Linked DNA regions of Sus scrofa: region 2 is linked to region 1. A link is a contact called in public promoter capture Hi-C data. All regions are on one chromosome and are shown on one strand. The core of a region is the stretch at or near the end of the contact, and the rest is flanking DNA. Distances in the headings are between cores, read along the strand shown.

The links. Promoter capture Hi-C pulls out the DNA fragments that hold promoters and counts their contacts.
Region 2: a promoter capture Hi-C map of fetal liver shows a contact between it and region 1, with 3 times the contacts expected there. The contact joins the enhancer-like site here to the promoter of DNM3 in region 1. A contact is called at or near these places in 3 of 5 promoter capture datasets (fetal liver, liver and skeletal muscle), 10 of 47 Hi-C or Micro-C datasets (alveolar macrophages, brain, embryonic fibroblasts and 5 more) and 1 of 2 datasets of contacts at active chromatin or transcription factors (skeletal muscle).

What each region holds. Positions count from the first base shown.
Region 1 is chr9:114,259,322-114,264,563 of Sscrofa11.1, forward strand. It overlaps DNM3 (dynamin-3), which reads left to right and starts at 3,463. Exons shown (of 20, transcript XM_021063646.1): 1 at 3,463-3,811. The coding sequence starts at 3,651.
Region 2 is chr9:114,385,397-114,390,175 of Sscrofa11.1, forward strand. All of the region lies in intron 2 of DNM3 (dynamin-3), which reads left to right. Among named protein-coding and RNA genes, the nearest start is that of DNM3, 130 kb to the left of the region's middle. Within about 2 kb of position 2,030, at least 4 of the 83 cell types and tissues checked have an H3K27ac peak or open chromatin away from gene starts, as enhancers often do. A contact at or near this core is called in fetal liver, where this site is marked.

The DNA of each region.
Region 1 (5,242 bases), core at 2,213-4,712:
TTTATGTAGATATGATTATACTTTATGTAAAATTTTGTACCCTGCTCTTTAATATTTCCTTCATAGAATCTCTGTGTCATTAAAAAGGCTTCATAAACATAATTATAAATGGCTATTTATAGCATACCCTATATATATTTTAATAATATATACATATATATGAGAGAGATTCATAATTCAATAAATGAGAATTAAAAAGCACTAGGGAATCTTCCCCTTTAAAAGGAGTCCTGTGTGATTTCTGTTCTACTTTAGTATATATGGATTATATTTATAGCAGAACAGTTATACCTACTTGATAGAAGGAAACAAAAACTGGCTGCTAAATCAGACTTAGGTGATATAGAGAGTTCTTCATAAACCTTCTCTCTTCATACTTGAAACCTGCCTATTGGTATTTCTGTCCTGTCCTGTGTAGATTTAGCTGTGCTTCCATGAGACTACTGGTGAGTTTCCATCTGCCACATCTCAAATTGACAGAAGTGAGGGGGTAGGAGACTGGAGTGACACTTTCAGACCTATTTTGCTTCTTGATGACAGCTGATGAAAAATAATGGACAATAAAACTGGGAGTCTTGACCTTCTCACCACTCCTCTAGGCTAAAGGAAAGAAGTCCTGAGAGACATAAGTGTCAGCTGCAATGGCTACACTATGGAAAGTCTGTATATCTATATTGGATGTTCACTGGGTTAAACAGTACTCAAAAGATGCCTGCAGACATTGCAGTAAGATATATAATCTACCCATGAGATAACCTTTGGAGAAAGGACTGAAGGACTTGAGTGAGTCCTAAAAAATAAACAAAATACTATTGTCATCCAGTGATAATAACAGAGGACAACATGACAAATGCTTACATTTCCGTTCAGTTCTACTTCATGCATATTTATTAACCACTGGGTCAGGCACTGTGAGAAATATGTGGAATGTGCCTGATTAAAAAAAAAAAAAGAATCCCTGAATTCATATATTCAAATGTACTGTTCTTTGATAGGTTAAATTATTGTTTCTGGGGATGTTTTTACCATTCCAAAATTTTCTTTTTCACTAATCCTATAGGATCAAAGCTCCACCGTTATGGTCTTATTTAATCTTCCTTGCTTCTTTAAACACGGCCACACTGGGGTTTAGGGCTTCAACATGTGGATTTTAAGCAGACACAGTTCAGTCCATAGCATGCTTGGAACACATTACAAATTCAGATCTTGCCGTCAAGGAGTTTATCATTAGTTTTACTAGTTTTCTATGGCTGCTGTAACAAATTACTACAAACTTCATGGATCAAAACAACACAAATTTATTATCTTATATTTTGTAGGTTATAATGATTTGGGAACCAAGCTGAGATAGGGGATGAGGAAGAGAAAAAGGGAGTTAGAATGATTTCCAGATTCTGGACTGGGACTGGGTGGTAGTCTTACTGAGCAAGGGCCACACTGGAGGATGTATTTATTGGGACTCTTCTTTCTTTGATTACAGGTCAAACAATAAACAAATGGAATCAGGTTAGGCAAAGAGGGGGTTTATTTTAAGTTTATGAGGGGAGGCTGATTCATGGAACTCATGGCAGGATTGTAGCTGAGCCTCAGAGATGAAGTAGAATGAGGACACAAGTATATTAGGACTTCTCTTTGTTCCTCTCTCTTATTTTTCTCTTTCTCTAAAGACCAGGATCTTTGCGTCTCCCTTCTGTCGATGAAAACATTACTAACCATAGTTTCAGATTTTACACTTTATCTGTAGTTCTGTCCTTCAAAGACTGGTTGCCCCCCAACCCCATGAATTCCATAGTCCTTGGAAATAGGGCTCTGACTGATACAGCTTGGCTCAGTGCTCCCTTGGTGCATCAGGTTGTGGCCATAGCACAGTTGCCCTAGTGCGTTTTATTGTCATGACAGCTCTGGCTTCAACCAAATGGTAGCTGGAGGAGTGATTCTTGGAAAAAGCATGCAGGGAGATATTCCAATAGGTGTCCACTTACCTTGGAGAAGATTATGTGTTCTGTTTTGTCTTTCTCTTCTAGTACTTTTTTTTAAAGTTGAGGTATAATTTACAGTGAAATGTACAGATCTTATATGTTTAGTTTGCTGTGTTTTGGTAAATCTATACTAACACCCCAATCAAGATAGAGAACATTTCCATCACCTCTGAAAAGGTCTCTCATGCCTCTTGCAGTTGATCCCTATCCCTCAAGGGCAACCACTGCCCTGACTTCTATCACCATAGAATAGTTTTGCCTGTTTGAGAACTTCATATAAATGGAATCATATAATATGTACTTTTCTGGCTTCTTTCATTCAACGTAATGCATCTGAGATTCAGCTGAGTTGTTGCTGTATTGAAGTCTGATCCCCTTTGTATGCACATATCATACTTGTTGGTTCATTCACCTTTTGATGGACATTTGGGTTCTTAGTTTTCTGGTTATTATGGACATTTTTATAAGTCTTTTTGTGGTCAGAGGGAAATTTATAGTATTAAATGCTTAGGCTAAAAATGATGAGTTCAGCTTTGCATAAATTAAGTCAGAAGTACTTGTGGGACATTCAGGCAGTGAGGTCTAGCACAAACTGGATTTCAGTCCAGGCCCAGAAGAGAGGTGGGCAAGGAATTTAGATTCTGTAGTCTCTAGCCATATGTATAGTTAAAGTAACCGGGAAGCCCTCATGTAGGTAGAAAGGCCCGTGAATTACATACTAAGGAGTATTGAAGAGGATCCCTCTAAGGAGGCCCGTAGAAGCATGACTTAGTCTTTGTCTCTCCGTCACCAGTCACAGGACCAGATATACAGTCATTTCTTGGTTTGCTAAATCTAAGAGAATGAGTGCAGAGTACATGGTTATGGAGCCTGTAGAGGGAGATTCAGTAAGAGGAGAAATGGCACGAGAATTTTCAAAGAACAGAATGAGTTTGGTAGATTGAAGAGGAGGTGTGGTGCGGGGCAATAGGCGGGGCTAGGAGGACCAAGCTTGTAAAGTTAAATGATTAGGTAAGGTCAGACTGCGCAGGTCCTGAAATGTAAGAATTTAGACCCCATCCGGCCCGCAACCCCGAGCGTGGGCGTGAGAACAGGCGTGTTTCCTTTTGGGAGGTGCACTCCGGAGGCCGTGCACTGCTGGTGGCAGCTGAGGTGCTTTTACTGCCGCTGCCACTGCGACAGTGCTGAGTTGTTATTGGTGGCCGTGCTTTCCACTGGACTTTGGCTTCGTAGCTGTTGAAAGGGAACAGCGCCGCCGACTATTGCTGATTTCATGTTGTTTCCTGACTAAGTGTTGTTAACTCAGCCTATGAGTCTTGGTACAAAAGACAGAGGCGGTGGCATCTGGCCGCAGCTGGGAGGCAGTGCCTGCCCGCCGGGTTGGGACGTAGGGCTCGGAAGCTCAAGTCCGAGCAGCCGCCGAAGGCAGCGTGGCGGGGCGGTGGCGGAGCTGGAGCCAGGCCACGCCTCCACTCGCCCGCGCAGGCGCGTTTCGGGACCGTTGCTGTCAGGAGCGCACTAGAGGCCAGACCGCGGCGGGATCCGACGTCTGAGCTGGAACCGGCGGACTGAACGGAGCACGGCAGCTGCAGCTAGGGCGGTGCGGCCGGGGCTCCCCGCCAGGTCGCAGAGGCGAGCAGGGACTAGCGGGCAGCCGTCGGCGCAGGCACAATGGGGAACCGAGAGATGGAGGAGCTGATTCCTCTGGTGAACCGTCTGCAGGATGCCTTCTCAGCGCTGGGACAGAGCTGCCTGCTGGAGCTGCCGCAGATCGCTGTGGTGGGCGGCCAGAGCGCCGGCAAGAGCTCAGTGCTCGAGAACTTCGTGGGCAGGTGAGGGCGTGGGGGGTGGGGGCGACCCCGCTCCGGGCCGTTGGAGCGTGGACAGGCGGCGGGAGCTGGAGGTTAGACTGCGGGCTGCGGCGTAAAGGAGGGCTGAGCAGCGGTGTCCGTGAGGCGGGCGGGGTCGTCCCAGCTCCGGGCATCCTCCGTCCCTCCCCGCCTGGTGGCCCTCCTGTCTGCCTTTCATCCTGTGATACAAAGCCATTTCCTCCCGGTCCTCCGGTTGGAGAGTCGGGGGAGGGGGTCCGCCCTGAGATCGACTTCCCCCGCCCCGTGCGCGTTGCGCGCCAGCCTCGGGCGGTCGGGCAGCCCTGATGCAGAGCGCACCCGGGGCGCTTCCCAGTCCCCCTCTCCTGTTTTCCCGGCTCAGCATCATCCTCCTTTTCCTGTCAGCCTCCCCGACCCCCTTTCCTAGAGGCTGGGGGTTTATTCCCCCGCCTCCTCCCCCCCCCCTTGGAGATGCTTTCCTTCTCACCCTGCTTCTCGGCTCCTCTCAGCTGTCTACTGTTCGAGACAGTCGTCGCCTGCCTCTAGCAGGGGAGGCGGGGTGGGAGGAGAAAGGAACCGTTTGTTGTGGTGAAGCTTTAACGGGCCGACGCTTCCCCACCATTCTCCTCTTTGGGAGTGGGAGAATAAAAGGTTGTGTGTTTGCATGTGCACCTAGCCACAGCTCCAGGCATATGTCAGAGAAAGCGAGGCACAGACTCGGCGGGGGGTGGGGGGTGTAGACGTGGACATGTGTTGTCCAGGTGCCATGTCATTCCTGCATCATCTCGGAATGGACCAGCCAGCATCCTTCTCGCACTCTCTTCGCCCCCTCCCCCAGCATCATCTTCGGTTACCTAAGCTAGCTTTTATTTGTCCTGCGAGTCTTCAAGTTAACATGCTGTATCAAAATTACAGTTACGTGTTTTGAGTCACTCTTAATTCAGAAAAATCTAAATAATTAATTTTTTAAATTGGAAATCAGCGTTTTTTCCACTGAACAATTCATGAGGGATTTTTACCTTAATGGCCTTGCCTGAGGAGTGCACACGTTTGTTAAGAAAAGCCCATCGGAAAGAATTAAGAAAGCTGAAATCTGTTTCCTAGTAGTTAGCAGGTAGAAATGTACAGCAGCTGAGAGAGTGGGCTGGAGAGGGTACAATACAGAGATTGTACTTCACTCTTTTTACTTGGCTGGTTAGTGATTTAGGATTCAGAAGGTCGCTGGGTTTTTGTTGTTGTTGTTAAGGTTTGGTGATGTGTAAGATTTAGATAATTCATATCTTCTTTTGGAATGCTAGTATCCATAAAGTGTATATTCTTTTCTCTCAGATGATGCTCTCTCAGATGATACTCTTAGGGTTTTTTTTTTTTTTCTGTTTTAACTAGAAATCTAAGAAACCTAATTAAGAGTGAAATTGCTGACAGTTGGCTAAT
Region 2 (4,779 bases), core at 780-3,279, 120 kb after region 1:
AGGAAGCTCCTTTCTGTTAACTAAGATTAGATTATCCCTGAATTTTTCTGTCCTATAGAATGTATTATTTCCCAGGAAGCCCTTTGAGATCCATAGCGAAAGGGATTTTGTGGATCTTGCCCCATTAGTCCTTCTGATATGCTGGGCAGGTGTGAAGGTTTGACTCCCAGTAATGGACATAGTTTAGACCCAAGTTGACATTCCTACTATGGTTATGCTTTGGTCATTGATTTAAGATCACTCTATGGGTATATGTGTATGTGTGTGATGTATTTTGTGGTATAAACAATACTATTTGTAGGGCTTAACCAGTGAGAATACATGCAGAAATATATTTAAAAACGTTTTATTACAGTTGAAGTACAGTGTTGTGCCAATTTCTGCTGTACATCAAAGTGACCCAGTCCCTCTCTGTCACACACACACACACACACACACACACACACACTCCCTTTCTTATATTATCTTCCATCATGGTCTGTCTCAAGAAGAAATATTTTTTAAAGATTTAAAATGACTAGAAAATAGGATCAATCCCCATTTTCACCTGATGAATTTCATATGCTTCCCCCACCATCAGTTCTACCTGTTTGTCTCATCCATCAATATTCATTATTGTGTTTCCTTCCTGTTTCCATTGATGAACTGGAATGTTCCTTTCCAGTGCTTCCCATCTCCTTTTCCTGAAGACATCATTTCAGCATGTGTCCCTTCTTACTTGTGCATCATCAGCTCTCCCTCAGGACTGGATGAATACCATCAGCCTGTGAACATGCTATTAGTTTGCTCATCTTTATAAAACCCTCTCTTGACTTCATATCCCTCTCCTGATGCCCTCTCACTTCTTTCCTCTCCTTTACAATGCAACTTCTTAAAGGAATTGTCTACAACCAGTCTCCTTTTCCTTTCCTCCCATTCTCTCTGATATCTATTCCACCCCACTCCACTGTAACAGTGCTTTTTCAGCATCCTGAAAGTCCCTCAGGTTGCCCAATTTTATGATCCATGCTTTGTTCTCATTCTTACCTGACATGTTGGAGTAGAAAGTCTCCTTTCATGAAACATCCTCTTTCCATGACTTTGAGTCGCCTCTCTCTGGGTTTTTCTCCTATCTTGTCGACCACTCCAGCTTACTTTCCATTTCCTGACTGCTAAACGTTGGAAAACCAAGGGGCCAGTGCTCTGACCTCTTCCTTATCTAAGATTCTCACATAGTGATCTCATTCCCTTGCCTAACTGTAATGAATTCCAAATATATATCTCTAGCTTAGACTTCTCTCTAGATGAGTCGCTCACATTTTCAGCCCCAAAGGCATTTTTGTGCTAATTAGAAAAAGCTACCTTTTCCTCAAGCCCTTGACTGCCATCTTCTGGAAAAATTTCAGAGTAGAAATTTATTACTTATCTTATGATACCAATGTGAATTATGCCTCTTTCAGCTGCTTGATCCTCAGCCGTTAGCAGCGGTTCCGTTTCTCCATGTGGGTGGCATGTAGTAGGTATCACAAGCTCAGTGGTTCCCAAACTGAACTCTTAATCCCCAGTCCCATCTTCCTGACACCTTTCTTTTCTTTTCTTGAATAGAAGTAGTCTTTCCTATTAAAAATTCTTCCCGTTGCTGAGGTCAAACTCCTTGAAGTTAGCCTCAACTCCTCTTTCTCCCATACCCCTCCTTTAATCCTTCAGCAAATCCTGATGGTTTTTCCTTCAGATACCTCAGAATGTAACCACTTCTCACTACTCCCACTGCTCCCACCCAGGTCCAAGTTCTATCATCTCACCATTATTATTCGGATAGCCAGCTTCTTCTCTTATGCCTCATTGTCTTTTCTCAACACAGCAGTTCAATTATTTATTTAAAACCTAGTTCACGTCATGTTTCCCCTTCTCCCTAAATCCTCAAAGGGCTCTACCATTCATTTAGAGTAAAAACCAAAGTCTTTAAAGTGGCCCACAGGCCCTACACCATCCAGGTCTGTACCACAGCTCTGACCTCATCTCCCACCCCTCTCCCCATGCTCTGTGCTCAGGCATGTTGCCCTCCTTCCTCTTCCTCTAATATATGCCAAGAGTGCCTCAGGCACCATGCCAGGATCTTCTTATGTAAAGCATGGCTTCTTAAGTCTTTGCTCAGATGTCAATTTATCGTATTGGAGAAGCCTTCCTCGACCAACACATTTAACGAAGCGACTCCCCTTCCGCAGTATTTAGTATCTCCCTTCTCAGTTTTCTCCATAGCATTTATCGTCTGGCACATACATTATTTACTGTTTCATCTCGCTAAAATCTATGCTTCATGAGGCTAAAGACTAATTTTTACCCCTCTACTATATCCCAAGTTTCTAAAACAATTCCTGACAAGGAACTCAATAAATAATAAAAGAATGAACACCAACATCCCTAAATCTCTCTGTGGAACCCTATCCTTAAAAAGACACGAAGGTTTGGAATGGTCCTTCACAATTCCAGTTTCTCAATTCCAAGATAAAAGCATTTTCAGAAGTCCCAGAATGAATTTAAAATCTAATTTGAAAACTGCATTGACTTTAAAGCTTTCTGGAAGGGACTTAGTTTACCATAGAGAAAGCAAGTCGGCGCCATCTAGTGGCAACAAGAGAAGTATACATTTGTGTTACTTGAATTAGTGATTAGAAACATAATTGAAAAAGTAGTCTTTGATCCTTATTAATCTATGAAGATAATTACAGTGCTCTCAGGTTTACATTCTCAAAAGTTTGCATTTTCCACAGAATATGTTGAATTTTGAAAAAGTACTGTTTTGTTTCTTCTAAATTATTTATTACTTATTTTTACTTCCAAATTTTTGTTTTTTAGGATCTGACATTCATTGTTCCTCTTTATTTTTCTAAATGTTTTATCCTCTACTTCTCTTTAAACTCTTACATGTTACTGTCCTAGCTACAGAGTGGGTAAATAAAGGCTCTATCTTTTAAAGGTTGATATTCTAATAGAAACAGCACCTCTGAGAGTAAACATCTGAAAGAACATGCCATATGATGCAGTCATCTCTTCAGGCCAGGCTTCTGAAGGCTACTGAAGCTTAATTATTGTGTATGCTTCCACCGTTGAGGCATGAGCTTTTGGGAGTCCTAGCTTGCTGTCGTTCAGGAAGTGGAACTTATTACTGTATGGAGAAACGAAGACAGAAAAATATTCACGTCCACCCACATTGACAGGAAAGACAGAAATTAAGTAAAGTCTCTGACCGTCATGCTCACATTCAAAACGTTAGGTCATTACAGTTCTTTGGAAAATTAAAGCAGAAATTCATTAGTTCTACCTCAGGAGCCTGTGACCTTTCTAGTCCTGAGTTAGCTGGAGGGGGCCTGGGAAATTTGTGTCTGCCACCAAGAGGCCTGAGCAATGATCAGACAAACTAAGAAAGGATATCGGATAAGCAGAGGGTGTTGGGGGGGGCGGGTAGGTGTGGAGAGGAACTCTGTATGCCAAAGCTCAGATTAGTCCCAGACTTTTCAAATGGAAGAGGACTTTTTGTCTGAGAAGCTCCAGGGGGTAAAGGTTGGACCAAGGAAATGTGATAAGAAAACAAATCTCATACCAACATTAAGAAACATTTTCCAATAAGGTTTTTTTTTTTTCCCCAAAGAGATCAAATCCTCGGTTCCCCATCGGTGGGAAGGTCCAAGCAGAGGCTAGATGAAAACCTGCCAGGGTTTTTTTTTTGACGCTATTAAGAGTCTCTGATTCTCTGAATGACCTTGCTTTCTCTGTATACACCAAAACCCTCTTCACTCTTCAGTACTCACTTCATACCCCATTTGTTTTTTTGGACACTGCTTTTTGAAGCCATCTTTCCTATCTTTGTGTTTCCTTTCACTTTAGATCTAGATCAGCACTTACTTCATGCTACCTGTGTTCACTGATGCTAGGCTATTTGAAGACAGGGGACCACATCTTGTAGTTGTCTCCCTATTGGGCTTGCCATGTAGTAGGTGAAGGTTAAATATTTATGGTAGAGAATGGTAGAAAGACTACCAAAAATTGTTTCAGCTGATATCTGGGCCCAAGATACTTAGCCTTAGTCTAACTCTTCAGCCCAAGATACTTAGCCTTAGTCTAATTTTTCAGCTAGTTGTTAGGGAAATTAAAATATTTGTTAAGTCTGTTCCCTTGTTAAAATTATAAAATTTTATAATTTTATAGTTCTTGTAGTATCAGTTCTCTTTTTTTTGAGATGTGTTATTTATCATACACTTGACACCACTGGAAGCTGATACAGAAGTTGATAGTACAACAGTTTTAAGATGTTTCCGAATTTAAAAAAAACCTAATTTTATATTATGTAGTTATTTTAGAATTTTTCCTTCTGCCTATAGATACTGACTTTTTAAAAAAAAAAAGATTGCAGGTAAATAGTTTTTTTGATATAATATTTTTTTTGAGAAAATATCTTTTTAATTACAGAATTTTGTATTGTATTTTGAATAGTATATTTTAAAGCTAAAATGTTCCACATTTTTAAGAAGAATTAAGCGAACTTTGTTTCTAAATCGTCTTTCCTTCTGAAGCTATATTTATATAATTTAGCATTCCATCATAATAAAGTGGTGATATTGAAAAAGGACATGCTAATAGGATTAGTAAGTAGGCTTTTTGTGTATCCTGCATCTAATTTCTTTGACAATTGGTTGCTGTTATTTTATCAGAGGCCCCAAATTCTCTTTATTTAATGGGCTAGATGGTTTCAGCACTGCTTATAACACTTAATTGCTTCTCTGCAAATTAGAAAATTTAGCA